Regions from separate parts of the Sus scrofa genome. Here region 2 is linked to region 1. Evidence: chromatin contacts called from public HiChIP or PLAC-seq data. All regions are on one chromosome and are shown on one strand. Each heading gives the region's core, a stretch centred on a gene start, on an enhancer-like site or on the middle of the called end of the contact. The rest is flanking DNA. Distances are from core to core; before and after follow the strand shown.

What was found. HiChIP or PLAC-seq counts read pairs in DNA pulled down with a chosen protein or histone mark.
Region 2: an H3K27ac HiChIP or PLAC-seq map of skeletal muscle shows a contact between it and region 1. The contact joins the enhancer-like site here to the promoter of SLC27A3 in region 1. A contact is called at or near these places in 7 of 47 Hi-C or Micro-C datasets (epiblast stem cells, heart right ventricle, liver and 2 more) and 2 of 2 datasets of contacts at active chromatin or transcription factors (alveolar macrophages and skeletal muscle).

Annotation. Positions count from the first base shown.
Region 1 is chr4:95,901,661-95,905,535 of Sscrofa11.1, forward strand. It overlaps SLC27A3 (long-chain fatty acid transport protein 3), which reads right to left and starts at 1,939. Exons shown (of 10, transcript XM_013997096.2): 1 at 1,088-1,939; 2 at 527-736; 3 at 32-190. The coding sequence starts at 1,721. It overlaps INTS3 (integrator complex subunit 3), which reads right to left. Exons shown (of 30, transcript NM_001243322.1): 30 at 3,840-3,875. The coding sequence ends at 3,860.
Region 2 is chr4:95,953,705-95,957,749 of Sscrofa11.1, forward strand. It overlaps NPR1 (atrial natriuretic peptide receptor 1), which reads right to left. Exons shown (of 22, transcript XM_021089806.1): 22 at 3,516-4,045. Among named protein-coding and RNA genes, the nearest start is that of INTS3, 11 kb to the left of the region's middle. Within about 2 kb of position 2,032, at least 63 of the 83 cell types and tissues checked have an H3K27ac peak or open chromatin away from gene starts, as enhancers often do. A contact at or near this core is called in alveolar macrophages, epiblast stem cells, liver and 2 more, where this site is marked.

The DNA.
Region 1 (3,875 bases), core at 689-3,188:
TGAAAGCCGGGTTGGGGAAGGGGAGACTGACCAATGCCCAAGCATCCCACGATGCCCAGCAGGGAGCCGGACATATGGTAGAGTGGGAGGGCGAGGTAGATCACATCCTCCTGGCGGGCACCGCACAGCTGGTAGAACCCCTGGCATTGCAGGACCTTCAGATGACTGATCCGAGCAGCCTTGGGGAGGCCTGTGGGGTGGAGGGTGGCGGTGGCGAGATCAGGAGAAGGGTCTGAGCTCCAGGTTTTGTCTCTCTCTTTGCCCCTGCAGGGTTTCCCCCAGCAAGAGGCAGAGGCAAGACTGAAACTGAGAAGGCAAGCCAGGCTGTCCTAGAAATGTGGGAAGTTCAGGGAGGTGGAGAGGGATGGGAGGGTTGGCAAGGCAGGATATGGCCACTGGGACGAACAACCTCTCCTGGGGCTTTGAGGGGTGGCCGAGAAGCTGAGGAGGTCACAGGTCCTGTTCCCAGGCCCCTGCCTTCCTTGGCTTTAGCTTCTGGGAGGTAAACATCGTGACCAGCTCTCACCTGTGGTGCCAGAGGTGAAGATATACAGGCACGTGTCCATTATGTTCTCGGGGGCAGAGAGGTACCCAGGCACTGGCGCATCCACTTCGGCTGAGACCTCAGCCAGCAAATCGCTGATTCCAGCCGGATAGGTTTCAGAACCTGCAGCCCACAGGTGGAGGCCCATGGCTCTCAGGGCCGGCAGGTCGGGCTCCAGGGACTCCAGGAACTCTGGATGAGGTGGGAAAGCATAGCTCCATGGCTCTAACCACTCTCCAGAAGCTTTCCCCACCCTTTGCCCTGTTCGCTCCCCCAACCCCACTCGCACTGCTCCGGGGTGAGGCTGAAGAGTACGGACGTCCCCTCAGGAGTCTGGGACCTGGAGCCCAACTCTACGGAAATCCTTGGGGAACCAGAGACCCAGCTCCAGCCCTTCGAAAACCCGGAGACTTGTTTCCCCACCCTTTCCGCGCCCCAGGGAAAGCTTGCCGGCGAGTTCCAAGCCCCCCTCTTCTCGGCCCCCCTGACACGCCCCTTTCCGTGGCTGGCCCCGCCCCCGTCTGTCGAGTGCTGCAGCCTTACCTGCGGCCAGCACGAGCGCGCGGGCGCCGCAGCTGCGGAGGCAGTGCAGTAGAGGACCCCGGCGCAGAGCAGTGGGCACAAAGGCGGTGCGCAGGCCGGCCTTGGCCAGCCCGAACCAGAGCCACAGGAACTCTGGGCAGGCGGGGAGCAGCAGCGCCACGGTGGCCCCAGGTGCCAGAGGTGCCGCGCCGTCCCCTTCCCGCCCGGCCCGCGCCGCGCCGCTTCCGGCCGCCGCCCACTGGCTTTCCCCGGCGCCCCGTGGGCCGCCGCCCCCGCCAGACCCCCTGTCCCAGCCTCGCGCGCGCAAAAAGGCGCGCGCAGCCCGGTTGCTCTGGCTCTCGGCCTCCGCGTAGCTAAAGCGCCGCGCGCCGTGAATGAGAAAGGTGTGCGCCGGGCGCTGCTGGGCCAGCTGCGCCAGGCGCCAGGCCAGGCTGCAGCCCCCCTCGGGACCTTCCGGGTTGGCTGCGGCCGCGGCCAGGGCACGCGCTCGAAGGACCCGTTTGCAGCGTAGGGCGCGCACAGTGAAGGCCAAGTCTGCTGCGAGCCAGCGCAATTGCGGCCAGAGGCGCAGCTTCGGCAGCAGCAGCAGCAGCGGCAGCAACAGCAGCAGGGGTAGCAGCAGGAAGGCGGCCATGGTGCCCGCTCCCTCGACTCGGTCCTGTCTGGCCCCAGCCGCTCACAGACTGCCCCGATGCTCCCTTCTACAAAACTGAGGCCGCTGGTTCTAGCGCTTAGACCTCTCCGTCCCGGGAGCGCGCGCGCTGGCACACGCCCCTTCCCACCCACCCAGCCCCCCTCCCCTCGGGCCGAGAGCAGAGGCCCCGGAGGAGTGCTAGTGGGGGACGGCCCCGCACGCCCGGCCCTCCCCACAGCTACGCTCCGCCCCAGGCGCGCTCCCTCCCCGCACCCTACCAGGTCTCGGGCTTGCTCCCGCCCTCCCTCAGTCTCAGGGTCTGGTCCCGTTCCGATTTTCTCTAGGAAGATCTAGGCATCTGGCTGGACTTGGGGCTCCCAGCCAGAGAGCTAGGGCGCTAGGATCCAAGTCTGTCTTTCCCTCTCATCCCATTTTCACTCGTGATGGGAGGGTGACGCTGCTCTCTCCCAGAAGAGACTGAAGAACTCGGCCCCTTGCCCACATGGTGCTGCAAGTCCCGGCAGGACAGCCAGACCCAAGCCTTCCCTCCATCCGCCGCCGCCGCCCCAGGAGATAGGTGGGGTTAAGTAGGGGAAAGGTGGAGGCTCAGTCAGATTTCTGGAGGGGCCGTGGCGCAGAGGCCCGTCCCTTTGGGCAAAGGTACAATAACTGGGGCCAGCCAGTGAATGCTTTCCATCCTGATTTTAATTGGGGCAGAGGAAACCGGGGAAGGAGAGAGGAAGGAAAAAAGGAGGCCTCGGGCAGTTTAGACTTTCAAAGAAAGTTGTAGCAGCTTTGAGGGAAGGGAGAACCCGGGTTCTGTAAGACAAATTTGCAGGCTGAATAGGAGGAGCTGTCTGAAGTCAGCCCAAACCTCTCTCCTCAGCCTGCCACCCAGCCTCCCAGGACAGCAGCGGGACAAAAGCATAGCCAAGGAGCTCTTTGCTGGTACACCTGGCTGGGCAGGTGGCCAGACTGTGGCGGGTTCCTTCTCCAGGTGTCTGAGCCCTCTCCGCTAGGCATGCTTCTGCTCTCTAAGATCCGAGCTGGGAGCCTCTCTCACCGCCCAAGACCTAGTCCTCTCCAGCAGTTGGTAAGCACTAGCATATAACACTGAGAGATGGCTAAGGACAAGACAGCCTTTGGGAGATGGTGTCAGCATTAACTTCTGCCTGGACAGCCCAGTGTCTGGCCTGCACTGCCCGAGGCAGCAAGAAGGATGGGGGTAAAGCCAAGGCCCTCCTGCTCCAGACAAGGAGGTGGGCGGGGGGGGGGGGGGGGGGGGGGGGAAGGGGAAGTTGTGAAGCCACGAGGTGGGGTGCCCATTAAATGGAGACCACCTGTACATGCACAGAGTAAGTGGGGGCAGCAACTCCGGCACGAAAGAGATTCTGGCTTGTTTTATTGTCATTTAAAAACAACTTTTAAAAATTCGATTATCTCTGCCAAAAAAAAAAAAAAAAAAAAAAAAAAAAAAAAGAAACAGAACCAAGGAAATGGGACCATTCTTGACAGTTTTGTGGAACATGTCTCTGGGACTCCCTGGGCTCAAAGTGCCAACCTCAGGCCAACACAAGCCTCCAGGGCATCCCAGGTGGGGCTGTGGCCTCTGCATCTGCCCCATGGAGAGGAGAAGGTGACTTGACCATGTCACAGATTAAATGCCCATTTCATGACTGATGTACGGAGGGCCACTATAAAATGCCTGTTCAGAGCAAATCAAGACGTGGAGGGGGAAGGCGGAAGGGTGCCCGCACACCGTTTGCACTCTCAGTCTAACCTCTCCGGCCAGCTGCCCCTTTGCCATTTCTCTTCTCTGTTGAAACAGCCTCTGGGGAGGCTGCGGGAGGGGGCAGGGGCTGAAGGCGTCCACCGCAGTCCAGGTTGTGTACGGCCTCTGGCTTCAGTGGGAGCAGCAGTGTGTCGGGGGGCTGCAGGCCCCAGAGAGGAGGGAGGAGGCGCCGGGGCCGCATGGCAGCTTCTCAGGCCGGGCTGGAGGAGGCAGCTCGTCCTTCTCACAGGGGAGCTCTGGGATGGGGACAGGGTGTTCCCCGGCATCTCCCCAGCCCTGTTAACCTTTGATTCACCAAGGAGGGGAGGGGGCAGTCCGACTGGGGCGGCAGGGGAGACCCGGGGCCTCAGTCACTGTCAGAG
Region 2 (4,045 bases), core at 782-3,281, 52 kb after region 1:
TCCTGGAAGATTACAAGAGCTGATTTTTTTCTGTCGTGTCCTTAGAATGCTGAATGGCAGGTAATAAGAACTTGTTCAATTTACTAGTTTTGTTAAGAGTCTACATTACGCAAAGCACAATGCTTGATGTAAGGAATTCCTGATGTCCAGGGAACAGTTGGAAGCGAAATGCAGCACATAGACTCCTCAATGAGAGGTAAGATCTAAAAATCTTAGAGTTAGGAGTTTGTTGTGACTCAGCAGTAGTGAACCCAACTAGTATCCATGAGGATGCAGGTTTGATCCCTGGCCTTGCTCAGTGGGTTAAGGATCTAACATTGCTGTGAGCTATGGTGTAGGTCACAGATGTGGCTCAGATACCACGTTGCTGTGGCTGTGGCTATGGGGGTATGCTGGCTCTGATTTGACCCCTAGCCTGGGAACTTCCATATGCTACAGATGTGGCCCTAAAAAGGCAAAAACAAACAAAACCCAGCTTAAATAGGAGCAAAATACAGGTTATACACTCCAGCTTCTTATTCAGAGCTGAAATTCTTTTAAAAATATCTATGGGGAGTTCCCATCTTGGCACAGAAGAAATGAATCCAACTAAGAACCATGAGGTTGGGGGTTCGATCCCTGGCCTCGCTCAGTGGGTTAAGGATCTGGTGTTCCTATGAGCTGTGGTGTAGGTTGCAGGCGTGGCTCGGATCCTGTGTTGCTATGGCTGTGGTGTAGGCTGGAGGCTATAGCTCCGGTTAGACCCCTAGCCTGGGAACCTCCTTATGCCGTGGGTGCGGCCCAAAAATGACAAAAGACAAAAGGCAAAAGGCAAAAAAAAAAAACAAACCCTATGTATTCCAGCTCTCTTGTTGAGCAGTGGGTTAAGGATCCGGGTATTGTCACTGCAACCACTCAGGTCACGGCTGTGACCTAGGTTCGATCCCTGGCCCAGACACTTCCACGTCCTGCGGGTGCAGCCAAAACAAACAAAAAACAAAAACAAAAATCCACTTAAAAAAAAAAAAAAAAAAAAAAAAAAAAAGACTTTCAGGCTGCAAATTGGATTCCATGGATCTGTCCTGAATTGATATAAATCATTTTTGAAAAAAGTATCACTAGATGTACTGCTACGATTAAGTACCCAAACTCTTTGAGAGAGAAAAGAAGGGTGGGTGGGAGGATGATGGGCTACTTCCCTCAGTTTTTTTGTTTTTTCTTTTCTTTCCCCCCAGGTCCCAGCCTTGTTCAGGGCTGGTTAGGCTGGGGTTCCCTCTGCACACGATCCACAGTGGGCCCTCCTACCCACAGCTGGACCTCAGCTGGGCCCTCCTACCTCCAGCTGCACACCCAGCCCTCCCATTCCAGCGGCGTCACGTGGGCCGATGAGATAATGTATGTGAAAGCCTTTGTCAACGGCGAGGCACCAGTGAATGCCAAGGATTACTGTTGTTATTATTCTTATCACACTCCAGGGAAACCCTGCTGCCCCCCCAGCCCCCACCCTCCCAGACCTACTCCGCAGGACAGCCGGGGACACTCAGCGGAGCTAGACGGACCCTCCCACGCGGGCGGAGGTCCTGACGCAAAGCCCCCACCAGCAGGAGGGGCGCTCCTGCCCCCCTCGGACCCTCCCCTGCCCCCAGCCCCCCCCCCCTCGGTAATGGCTTTCCCAGTTCTTCCTGGCTTCAGGGGCCCTTCCTCCGGAAGGAAATCTCCTCGGTTCCAGTGAAAGTTCTCGAGCTGCTGAAGTCATCGAGTCCTCGGGCCTCTCCTCACGCCCACTCCCCCAGCCCCCTCCCCTCCAAGTGCCCGCCGTGGAGCCAGGCTGCCCCGGAAGGATCTGACCGGCAATTTCCTAGAATTGTCTGCCTGGGGCTCCTCGGTCCGTCCGCCGCCCGCCCCACCTTCCCCACCTCATCTCTTCGTCTGCCTTCCCCAAAGCCCCCGTCTCTCTGGACAGCCCAGCCCCCACCCAGATCTAACTTGTTGGGCCCCGCAGTTGTCCTCAGCATTTCCACTTTCTTCTGGGACTGTCACTACCCCTGGGAGGAGCCGTGGGGCGGGGGTTGGGCGTCCACATGGCCACCAGGGCCCATCAGGAAGTTGGGTGCGCTGGGGTTACCAAGGCAACCATCCTTCTGTGAGGCTTTTCCAGAACTCTTCATCCCCAGCCCAGGAGGGTGACGATTTGACTGGGTTTGCTCCCTCTCCTGATAAATCAAATTTGCCTGAGGCCCAAAAGGGTGGGCAGGGAGCACAGGACATCAGGGAGGGTCATTCGACCAGCGGGAGAACGATGTACCCTTTCCTCAGCCCCAGACCACCTCTGGAGAATCGGGGAGCAGTGTCCCCAAGGCAGACCTCCAAGCCCACCCCTACCTCCAGTCTAGCCGGGTTGGGTGTGGACTTCAGGAAGAGGCTTGGGGAGTTCAGGGGAGGGGCCTGTCGGCACTTGATGGATGGTACTGAAGAAATGTCTGGCACTTTCTTTCCCCATGGGGGAGGTGAAGTTGCAGCCACCTCTCCCCCGCATTCGCATTCCTGCCTGCACGCTCTGGAAGGGGGTGGGGTGGGTGGCTGGAGCCGGGAAAGAAGGGCCCTTAGCCCAACCGAGAGTCATTTGGGAAACTATCACTCACATTTGTCTACACTGGCATGGGAAAGGACGGGCAGGTGGGCAACTCCCAAATTTCTACTGAGGTAAAAAGGGATCCACATAGTCCCACCCCCACCTGGCTCCCAGCCCTCTTGGGGCAGATGCCAGGACTCTCTGTTCAGTCCATACTCATTAGACTCCTACTGTATGCTGGGTATTGGGTAAGACAGCAGTTCTCAAAGTATGGTCCATAGATTCTGAGTCTTACGACCCTTCTGGAGATGGGTGAGGTCAAAATGATTTTCATAATCCTGTTAATACATTATTTGCCTTATTGACTGTGTTGATATTTGCACTGATGGTGCAAAAACAGTGGGGATAAAACTGCTGGTGTCTTAGCATAAATCTTAAGTAACGCCAAACTGGTCATTGCAGTCTTCAAGAAAGCCAGTTTAGGAGCTTCCTTGTGGCTCAGTGGGTTAAGGATCTGGCATTGTCACAGCTGTGGCTCTGGTTACAGAGGTGGGGAAGTTAGATCCCTGGCCTGGGAACTTCTGCATGCCATGGGCAAGGCAAAAAAAAAAAAAAAAAAAAAAAAAAAAAAAAAAAAAAAAAAAAAAAGGCTAGTTTCTCTTAAGAATGTCCTTGATAGGGAGTTCCCTTCAGGGCTCAGCAGTTAACGAACCCAACTAGGATCCATGAAGATGTGGCTTCCATCCTTGGCCTCACTCAGTGGGTTAAGGATCCAGCGTTGCCGTGAGCTGTGGTGTAGGTCGCAGATTCGGCTCGGATCTGATGTTGCTGTGGCTGCGGTGTAGGCCGGCAGCTGTAGCTCCAATTCGACCCCAAGCCTGAAAACTTCCATATGCTGCAGGTGCAGCCCTAAAAGGCAAAAAAAAAAAAAAAAAAAAAAAAAAGAATGTCCTTGATAAAGCAGTAAATTAACACGTGATGGGTTTATTATAGTTCTTTTAAATGAGTTGATAAAGCCTTGTTTTAATTTCTAATACAGAATATATCAATAGATACGACTCACATAAACAAAAACTCTGGGAGGCCCTCAGTAGTTCTTAGAGGTGTAAACAAGACTAAAACCAATAGTGCCGGCACTGCTAGGGTAATTCAAAGCCTATGACACTGGCTTCTCAAAGTTGAAGGTAAACTGCAGCCTTGTTTCAGATCCCACATTGCAATCCCAGCTTGAGAAACAGGTTCTATTTGAAGCAGGGGGCGAAGAATACGGCTCTGTTTTCTGGCCACCCTCTCTCCCTCGAGAAAAGACACTGTCACTAGAATAAAGATTTTAATGGTCTCCACTCACAGGAGAAGCAAGGCATACAGGCCCACAGCCCTCCGGCCCTTCCTCTGCTGCCCTGGGCACTGCACCCAACGTCGGGTGGTGGGGAACAGGGGCTGTTGGTGGTCCTGGATTCACCTACAGTCCCTTTTCCCATGCCCCCCTCAGGG